Regions from separate parts of the Rattus norvegicus genome. Here region 2 is linked to region 1. A link is a contact called in public HiChIP or PLAC-seq data. All regions are on one chromosome and are shown on one strand. Each heading gives the region's core, a stretch centred on a gene start, on an enhancer-like site or on the middle of the called end of the contact. The rest is flanking DNA. Distances are from core to core; before and after follow the strand shown.

What was found. HiChIP or PLAC-seq counts read pairs in DNA pulled down with a chosen protein or histone mark.
Region 2: an H3K27ac HiChIP or PLAC-seq map of oligodendrocytes shows a contact between it and region 1, with 7 times the contacts expected there. The contact joins two enhancer-like sites. A contact is called at or near these places in 3 of 12 Hi-C or Micro-C datasets (hepatocytes, kidney and liver) and 1 of 1 datasets of contacts at active chromatin or transcription factors (oligodendrocytes).

What each region holds. Positions count from the first base shown.
Region 1 is chr2:171,809,894-171,815,421 of GRCr8, forward strand. Trim2 (tripartite motif-containing 2) reads right to left here. Exons shown (of 12, transcript NM_001108552.2): 9 at 2,493-2,661; 10 at 1,256-1,326. Among named protein-coding and RNA genes, the nearest start is that of Mnd1, 19 kb to the left of the region's middle. Within about 2 kb of position 1,463, at least 19 of the 93 cell types and tissues checked have an H3K27ac peak or open chromatin away from gene starts, as enhancers often do.
Region 2 is chr2:171,937,135-171,942,192 of GRCr8, forward strand. It overlaps a transcript of Trim2 not described here. Among named protein-coding and RNA genes, the nearest start is that of Trim2, 77 kb to the left of the region's middle. Within about 2 kb of position 2,592, at least 43 of the 93 cell types and tissues checked have an H3K27ac peak or open chromatin away from gene starts, as enhancers often do.

The sequences.
Region 1 (5,528 bases), core at 213-2,712:
TCGAAATTCCGACCCCTTACTTGCATATCCAGTTACCAACACTAATAAGTTCTCATTAACTGGGCTGCTCAAAGTGCAATGTTGGCTGTTGGCCTACCACGCTGTGCTGTTTCTTTATTAGGTGTCCTTTAAAGCGAATACACTTTGGAATTTTAAATGAGCGTAAGAAAAGATTTAGCTCACCTTTATAATGAATAGCGATATAATTTGAAATACCAATTACAGAAATATTAATTACAGAAAGCAGGTAATTATACATTTTTTTTGTTTCGCTCCCCACCCCACCCCCTCAGAAATTGAACCCATGGCTTTACATATACCAGGGTTTGACCTTCAGCCCAAATAACTAACCCTAGAAACAAATGCAACCCTGAGAAGAATATACTTGCCAGCATACTGGCATGACTACCCACATACCGTCAATAGACCATGCATGCTTCCTGGAGAAGCTTTACCCACAACCGCTAAATATATCAAATCACTGTATGTCTCAGTTTTCCCATAACAAGAACTCAAAGTAGGGATCTTAAAGTAAGACAGATGCACTGAATTGTTAGAGGAAGCAATTCTCTTGTTGTTGTTGTTGTTGTTGTTGTTGTTGTTGTTGTTGTTGTTGTTTGAGAAAGAGGGTTTCTCTGTGTAGCCCTGACTGTCCTAGAACTCACTCTGTAGATCAGGCTGGCCTGGAACTCAGATCTGCCTGCCTCTACCTTCCCAGTGCTGGGATTAAAGGCTCCTACCACCATGCCATCAAGGCCATTATTTTCTATGTTTTCCTGAGTGCAAGAAAATGCTGGAAGAAATAAATATTTGATACACTTCGTGGATGGACACTGACTGACTCCCGACATGCCTGTGAGTCTGTTGCCTTAGCGGAGTTCTAACACCTGGTTTTTAAAGGCCTTATGGTGCAGAAGATCTAAGCAGTGAATTTTTAGTGTGTTGATTATTAACAAACACACTTGAAGTGGCAAGTGAGTTACAGAAAGTTCTGTCTTTATGTCTGAGCAACTGTTTTACAAACTTTCCATTCATCCTCATTCATCTCCGTTTCCAATTAAGACACTGGCGGCCATCTTATTTTATCCACCAGTATGAAAGTCCACATTAAAACCTTTGTGTTGAAGCTGAAGACAGATCAGGTTTACTCCATTCAGTTCTGAGTGTCTGCACAGTGTTGTCTCTTATTTACAACTAGACCAATTTCTCCGTTCAAGCAATGCCGAATTAACAACAGTTGGAGTGATAATAGTACCTTGACAGAATGATTATGGAAATCTGTAATGATGATCTCATTACTGCTATTCACAGCTGCAAAATGGGGACCTGCAATGAAACGGGGGGAGAAACACATGAGGGCTCTGACAGAGAACACAATGACAAACACAGCAGTTGCTGCAGCACAGGACAAGGCTACACATTGACTTAATTAATAAGAAAGAACAAAGAGCCCAAGCCCCAGTCCACGGACAGTCACTCGGCCAGACTTCTAGCTCCTGATAAACTGGATCCAGCATGTTTCTCAGCTGTCTGCTCTGGCCTCACCCCACCAAGGCTTAAAAGTGGCAGCCCTAAGAAAGTAGGGTGAGCAGGAAGTACCAGCAACCCTTCTCTGCACTGCCCTCCATAAACCATACCCATCCCCTCTGACCACTAAGTAGGGAAATAAAGGAATCCTACAAAGAAAAATATCGCTGTTATTCGCTCTGGGAAAGAGGTTCCAAAATATAATTTTTCTCCTTGAAAAAAAAAAAAAAAAAAAACAAAACTGAGCAGAAAGCCTGCATTTTATAATATTGAGTGACTGTTCAGAATCTGGGCCAGACAAAGAAGGAGAGAATGAACACAAAGAAAGACGATGCCAGCTGAACTCGGAAATCGCGCCAAGCATCCTTTGAAAGGAAAATCAATGGACCGTGCTCAGCCTTTTCTTGCAGATGTGCACAACCAAAAAAGCGTGTGATTGCAAAGTTGCACAGCGCAAAATGGGAGGAAAAAAAGACTGCCTTTGCTGCTCTTAGCAAATATTCTACACTCCTGCTCTCTTACAGTAACCCACAAAGGTGAAATAACCCCCATCCAGAGGCTTGTGAAAGAAAACTGCAGCCATGGGAAACTGTCGCTCATTGGTCTTCAAACCCTTGTGGGTTTTTTGTTGTTGGTGGTGGTGGTAAATATTTTATTTTAAGATGTATTGCTTCACTTAATACAAATATTTAAAAAGCCAATGTCTGCAGTGTGAGCAGCCACCGGTAGAAACCATTTAAAGGCTGCAATTTTAACTGAGCTTTCTCAGGACAAATAAGAAGCATCTTCATTGCTTACAGCTGCTGTTCTGGCTCCGCCCCCGACACACCCCCTGCTCTGGCTCCACCCGCTGCATTCTTCCTAAAGATGGCGGGCACACTGAGGAACTGGGCACCTTCAACATGCTCAAACATCATGCAAGTGTGAGCAAAAGAAGGGGGTTCACATATTACCATCAAGTGTACCTGCAAACTGCCTGTCGCCGTTTCCTCGGCTACCAAACCTGGTGACTATTTTCCCGTTGGGCTGAAAGATGAACACGCAGCATGCCTTGTTGTCCACCACAATAATGTGCCCATTGCGGTCCACAGAAACTCCTTTGGGCCCCATCAGTTTTCCTGATCCAATTTTTGTCTGTTAAAAAAAGTACAGAAACATACATCAAAGTTCAAAGCATTCCAGAAACCAATCTGAAGCTAGTTAGCTGTCTTAGAGAAACATCTGCTCGAATGTTCTGCGTACCACGTCGACCAAGGTTATCTCTGTCCCAGAAGAACGGCTCTGCCATATTCAGCATCTGCTACAGGCATTTATATAAAAGGCTTGTTTTTAAAGACATTTGCCACCAAATTTGGACCATAGTGCCCTTCTAAACGGACACTCGATGATACAGTACAGGGTCTAGAGAAAGACATCTTGCTCCTGTCACTTGATTTGAGCACGTCGGAAGTTAGACAGATTCACTCACTTCCTTTAACCTTGGGATTCCTTATATTTCTTTCTAAAACCTTTAAAAAAGCAACTAATAAATAACATAAAAATATTCAATGTTATATAATAGTAAATGGCCGCTAAATAGTAGCCGTTACCATTGCTGTTACATTTCATACTCAGCACTAAAATCTCCGGCAGGTGCCATTAAACTTCGTTAAGTTCCACGTGGTTGGAAGTCACATCGATCCCACCCACCATTGCGTGCTCAAAGCCTACCACACTTACTGATTCATAAAGTTGTACTCAATGGACGTTTGTTTACTACATTAGAAAAAGTCTAGAATTTTTATAAACTAGCCTAATTGTGTTTATTATTTGTGTGTGTGCATAGATATACATGTATGTATGTATGTATGTATGTATGTGGGAAGGTAAATGTATATGTGTGTTACAAGTGTGTAGAGGCCAGGGGCCAACTTTGGGCGTTGTTTATCAAGGGATGGATGCCTTGTGTTTTGAGGCAGAGTCTCTCGTTGCCTTTGAGCTTGCTAAATAGGAAAGTGATGTGTGTTACAGGGATCAAACTCAGGCTCCCATGTTTACACCATAAGTATTTTATAGATTGAGCCATTCTCCCAGCTACCAAATCATGACTAAATCCTCTCAGTTTCAACAGCAAGAGCAAAGCATTAGATCTTTTTAAGCACATTTCCATATACTTTAATACTGCATTTATACAGACTCGATAGACTCAATCAACCTCACATCAAATCTCTAATGAGCACATGCGGACCTCCCCCCCCACCCCCCACTATCCTCCAAACAATTCAACACAACCAATATCTACACGGCATTTATGTTGTATTAGGTATAAGTTATCTAGAGATGATATAAAGATCTAGAGTATATATAGTAAACTAGAGATATAAAGCTGTTCATGGCTGACATTCAAACTACATCATTTTGTAGGAAAAACCTGAACAATCTTGGGTCTCGGTATTCCCATATGCAGATTGGAATTCTGGGAAGAAAAGACACCAGAGTCTGTAGCCTAGGAAGTAGAGGTGGAGGTGTGGGGTGTGGGTTGAGGTGAGGTGTGAGGTAGGGGTAGGATCAGTGGTGGCAAAAGGAACTCTTACCTTTTATTTTATACTTTTTCTACATGTGCTTTAAAAGCCTATTTGTGTTATCTTTTAAATAAAACACTAACTCCACACTGATTACACCTCATATGTTCTGCTATAAAGCCCTCTCTCTCCATTAAGCACTGCCTGATAGAAATCTGTGAGCCACAGATGTACACTTTAATTTTTTAGAGTCATTTATTTTACTTTATGTGTATGAGTATTTTGCCCACATGTATGTCTGGGCATCATGTGCGTGTTTGGTGACCTCAAAGGTCGGAAGAAGGCATCAAATCCCCTGGAACTGGAGTTACAGATGGTTGTGAGCCACCAACATGGGTGCTGGGTTCTCTACAAAATCAACAAAAGCTTCATCCACTGAGTCATCCCTCCAGCCTCCTACAATGTACTCCTCACTGCCTAATACAGCGATGGAACTTTCTCTGAGTAGGACTTCTCATGTGGTTCTTCATTCCTCCAGGTCTACCAGTGATGGAGATTAAGGTGAGATTGCCCTAGAGCAGGGAGACACAATTACGTTGAAGGGAAACATCTTGTCTTAGGCCAAGGGAATCTCTTGTGTAAGTTTGATTCTGATGCTGCAACGAAGCCGGAAGATTAAAGAGGCTCTAACAAAATGGCATGTAAGGAAATCGCTCACACTCTTTCAAGTCTGAAAGGAAGGTATCAGGAGAGATCAAAAGGAGAGCTGACACTCTGCTCATTACCGCCTAATACACCACTACTTAATGTTACAAACAACAGTAGTTATTCAGGTGACTCACCCATAGAATACCAAGTGGATAATTATCTAGAATGAAAAGAGAAGCCAAAGGATTATCTCGTTTCTACTGTGGGATGCCGGCCAGGGCAGATCTACAAGCACAACTTAAAGCTGAAACCAAATGTTGATTTCCCCAACCCCTCACTATTGTTTCCAGTTCAGATGCACTGAATTCTACAAAGTGAAATAAGAAGCCGTGTGTTTGGCCTCCCCAAGTTCCCCCGCTAACTTAGAGTAGTAAGAAACATACTTCAGATCTTGGTAGGAGACAGTTAAACGAGAGCATTTAACTCAACAGTGGCTTTCACACTGAAGAGGGAAAAGTTGAGACATTTTAGAATACAGTGGTCGCAAAGGTCACCATATTTGTGTTTTGTATGTATGTATTTTTTATTTTAATTTTATTTTCTGATTACAAAAGGCTCCCGGCCGGTCTGGAAGATATAAACCATGAGGGAAGATGAAAGGGAAAACATAAAAGGGGGCAGGGAAGGATCACTGCTCGACTACAAACCAGATGTCTATAAAAACGGTAGTAAAGATGCTACACATCTGAGATAGTTAGGAGCAAATATAAAGACCGTGCTGTGGTCAGAGGGAAGTCAGTTGCACTGTTGAGTTCACTGTCCCATTAAAGAAGCAAAACAGTAATCTCCCGA
Region 2 (5,058 bases), core at 1,342-3,841, 130 kb after region 1:
TGTAAAGAGGCTGAGGTTCTTCGACCACTGCAGGGTCTGGAGCGGTAAAGTTCTCCTGAAGAACTTTTAACTAGTTCTACATTGGAGCGGAGGGGAAAAATAATGCTTTCAAGAAGTGTGCATGTGTGTGTATGCTATGCATGTGTGTGTGCGTGTGTGTATGTGTGTGTATGCTATGCATATGTTTGTGCATGCCCTCATACCTGTGCATGTATATGGTGACTGGAAAAGGGTGTTAAGTGTCTTATTTCACTTTCACTTATTGCTCTGAGGCTCTTCCTGAATCTGCTTCACCAGCTAGGCTGGAAGCCAGCAAACCCACACAGTCTTCCAGTTTTCCTTCCTTAGAGCTGGGGTCACAGGCGTGCACGGAACACCCAGCTTGTTCTGTGGGTGCTGGGATGCAAACTCCAGTTCTCACGGCTGCACAGCAAGTGCTTCTGAGTGCTGAGCCGTCCTGCCACCTCTCCTGTCCTTAGCGCAGTTCAGTCAGCCAGTGTGTATCGCATGTGTACATTCAAGGAACGATGTTTTGCATTTTTCAGTGCACTCAACAGTAAAAGAATAGAAGGACTAACACTGAGTTATTTCAAAGCCTACAGTGTAATCTCAATGAGTATTAAGATGGACGTGTTGGCACGTGCGTGTCTTTCTCAGTACTGGGGTGGTGAGAAAGGAGCATCTAGAATTCAAGGTCAGCCTAGGCTGTTGCAAGCAAGCGAGCAGACATACATCACGATTATCTAATGTGTATATTATTAAGACTAATATATACCCATTTTTGCATTCTTAATTCAAAGGAAACAGGGCTGGAGAGATGGCTCAGCGGTTAGGAGCATTGACTGCTCTTCCAGAGGTCCTGAGTTCAAATCCCAGCAACCACATGGTGGCTCACAACCATCTGTAATGAGATCTGGTTCCCTCTCCTGGTGTGTCTGAAGACAGCTACAGTGTACTTATAAATAAATAAATCTTTAAAAAAAAAATTCAAAGGAAACAAATGTTCTTTGAGAAAATTTAAGTATCACCTACAGTGTCACATAGAAATGATGGCAAATGACTGTTAGACCAGCTGTTTTCTTGACAAATGCATTGTGAAAACAGTCTTGGTTAAAATAAAATAATATACACTACTAATGAATTGTTTTGCCTTCTTATGAATAGTATATCAGATCATTTTTCTTACGAAAATATTTAGTACTATATTTCCATCGTGTGTGTGTGTGTGTGTGTGTGTGTGTGTGGCTGTGTGTGGCTGTGTGTATCTGTGTGTATCTGTGTGTGTGGCTGAATGGCTTCTTCTTTTATGGATGTAACATAATTCATTTTACTAGTTCCCTAATATATAACTCAATATCAAAAACAAATGCTAGCAAAAATCCTTTCACAAAGCTGTGGTGTAGCTCAGTGGAAGAATGCTTGCCTAGGATTGATGAAGTCCAGGGTCTACTCCCAGCACACACACACACACACACACACACACACACACACACACACACACACACACAGAGAGAGAGAGAGAGAGACAGAGAGACAGAGAGACAGAGAGAGAGAGTGAGACAAACACATACATATATGCACAAGATACACACACACACACACACACACACACACACACACGCAGGCATGCATGCCACTCACGTGCTTCTGGTGCCTACACATCCACAATGTCTCCTTTTCAGAATGATATGTTCACCATATTTTCTTATTCTAAAAATCACCGTAGATAAACTTAAGAATTCTAAGCAGCAAGACGGATGGCAAGTGAGACTTGTCTAAATGCTCCACATTGTTCCAACAGCAACATGTTTCGCCATTGTCTGTGTTCCCAGCCAGTATATCTGCAGGAGAGCAGGTTTACCCTGCAATAGAAGCTCACCTTTGCAAACCCTACATCCAGGGAACAGAGGCAGGAGGACTGTTGCAAGTTCAAGGCCAATCAGAGTGCCACAGTGAGACCCTGTCTCAAGAAACCAAACAACAGAGGCAGCAAAACATTTATTTCAGTGGTCTCGGCAAGACTGGCCCCTTTGAGGGGCAGAGCCCACAAATGACTCTTTCTTGATGTCTGAAGCATTGTTGGGGTCGATTGGCTGTCCTCTCATCATTTCTATCTGCAGATCTCTGTGTTGGTTTCTCTCCTAGTGTCCATGAGATGCAGGCTCAGGCGCTACCCCACAGTCTTCTACTCACCCCAGAGCCAAGAAGTGCCGAGAGGGACCCAGCTCACTCTAAGTACTGAAGCTGAACTGGGATGGCATCCCCTGGGAAAGACCCCATCTCAAAGTCAGCCCCGGAAACAAGCAGGGCTTTCGACAGTGTTTCTGTGCTGTTTGGGTAGATGCATTTAGATGCCCCTGTGACAGAGAGCTTCCATTCAGGGCTCCTTGCCATGTCACAGTTTGTCATTTCACCATGCTAGAGTCCCGGCCTATTCCTCAATGACTGGTTTGTTGAGAGCCCCTTTCTTTCTGATTGCCAAGTTTGAAAACAATGAGTGTCTTCAGCAGGCCACATCTCTACAGCAGGGTCATGGGTGCATTTTCCTTTGTGCTTTCATTGGCCTGGTTGTGTGGGATAAAAGGCCATATTCTTACAACACAGAACTGACCACAAGGAATAAAAAGGGAGAGAATCCAGCTATGCTCTTCCTCTTCCTAGGCCTGGTGGCACCTTCAGTTCTCAGCTCGGGCTTTGAAAGGGAACTGATGGAGATCTTAGGGGTGGTAATGAACAGAACCAAGATCTGAAGCCAAGCCCTCTGCTGCCGTATCTACGGTCCCAGGTCCCACAATATTATACCGCTCACTCCGTCACACACATCCATCGGGCCCTACAGTAAAGGTGTGTGTGTGTGAGAAAAGATGAGGCCGGAGAGATGGCTCAGCCTGGTTTATAAAATGAGTCTCTAGACAGCCAGGAACATACAGAGAAACTGTGTCTCAAAAACAAACAAACAAACAAACAGACAGACAGACAGACAGACAGACAGACAAGACAGCAATCTGTTTTATCTATCCAAACTAGAAGGCTCCTCACAAACCTCTCCTTTCCCTGCCCTGAAATAAGAAGAAGGGCGGACCAGGGCCTCCAGTACGCAGGGCAAGCTTCTACCACTGACTCACACCAGAACCAAAGAAACTGAATTGTCCCTTTAGTGAAAAATCCTTCCCACACAGCCTTTCGGGGGTCACTCAAAGAAAACCTGGCTGTCTGCCAGGTCACCGTACAAAGTCTGCCAGTGTAGATCTCCAGGCATCCAGAAAAAGAAAAGGGCCAAGTCAAAACAAAACAAAACACAGAGGAAACTCAGAGACACAGAAACAATACAGAAAGCAAGGAGAAAGGCTCTGAAGCCACTCTGTGGTCTTCGCAGTATAAAGTTACCTACCCATGACACAGAGGCCCGGCATTCTCAAAAATCAGGAAGAGCATCTTGGAAATTAAAACTTGGAAAACAGAAACCCCGTGGCACAGCACAGATGAAACTCACAGGCGGAGAACACGTGAGTTCTCAGCGGGAAGGAGAAGGTCCATTAGAGAGGACCGAGGAGACGCAGGGGAAAGCTGTGAGCTTGCCTGTTGAAAAGGGCTGAGTTGTCAAAATGGTTAATGAATGAACACTGGAATTGTGGGAAATTACCACGAAATACCAGGATGCTGAGGAAGCTTACTCCTCTTACGTCAATCAAGACCAACCCAAGGAGATGGGGAGGAGGGAGAAAGAGCTGGGAGAAATTTTTCAGAAAAATATTTGAACAGGACACACAAAAAAAGTGTTTCAAAAGACAGTGGGAAGGCTGAGGCCAAGTCCCTATCTAAGATGCACTGGGCACTGCTGGGAAGTTGTGACCAGAGGAGTCCAGATGCTTACGTCACCTAACAAAGCTGAAGTGAAGTTTATTTTTTGTTCCAAATACCTTAAGATGGTGGCATACTGGGATACATGCAGGGATGGTAATAAAGTAATGGGAAGACGTTCCTGAGGATTCAGGTTCTGGGTTTTCACAAAATTTACCTCTCGAGGTAGTAACGAGCAGGTGTAACCCTTTGTGGACAACATAGGGTGCTCCTCTATTCGCAGCTTTCCAGAAAGGTCAAAGGTTAACGGGATGTGAACCATAGACCGAACAGTGTACACACGAGCCTTCTCAGGAGCCAGTCACATGGACTTAAGGAAGTGCTTTCAAACTAATCTCCCACCTCTGGTGGAATTCTATTTTTAGAGACAGGAAACACTTTGTATATTTGTTATATATGTGTACAGATACACATACATGGGCAGGTGTGCGTATGGCTCTGTGTGTGTGTGTGTGTGTGTGTGTGTGTGTGTGTGTATGTTTGGAGGTCAGATATATGTGTGTGTGTGTGTGTGTGTGTGTGTTTGGAGGTCAGATGTGTGTGTGTGTGTGTGTGTGTTTGGAGGTCAGATGTGTGTGTGTGTGTGTGTGTTTGAAGGTCAGATGTGTGTGTGTGTGTGTGTATTTGGAGGTCAGATGTATGTGTGTGTGTTTGGAGGTCAGGTGTGTGTGTGTGTGTGTGTGTGTGTGTGTGTGTGTGTGTGTGTTTGGACGTCAGAGCAGAGAACAACCTTAGGTGTTGTCTTCGGGAGCATTGTCCACCTTGATTTTGAGACTAGGTCTCTCATTGGTTTGGAGTTGGCCACGTAGGAAAGGCTGGCTGGCCAGTGAGTCCGATTTCCTGCTCCCAATTACCAGCAAGCATCACCATACTTGACTTTTTCATTGAATTCTGGGGATTGAATTTAGGTCATCAAATTTGCAAGTCAAGCACTTTACTGTGGAGCCATTTCCCAGGCCCAAATATCTGTTATTTCAAAAGGGTATGGCTGCAGTGTGTGTCAGTGGTAGCCTGCTTCCTGACACACACAGAGCGCTTGGTTCCCTTATGACAATGAGCCTGTGGGTTGATACCCCTTTAGGGGTCAAAAACCCTCACAGAGGTCTCCTACACCACTGGAAAAACACACATATTTACATTAGGACTCATAACAGAGGCTAAATTACAGTTATAAAATAGCAGTGAAAGTAATGTTAT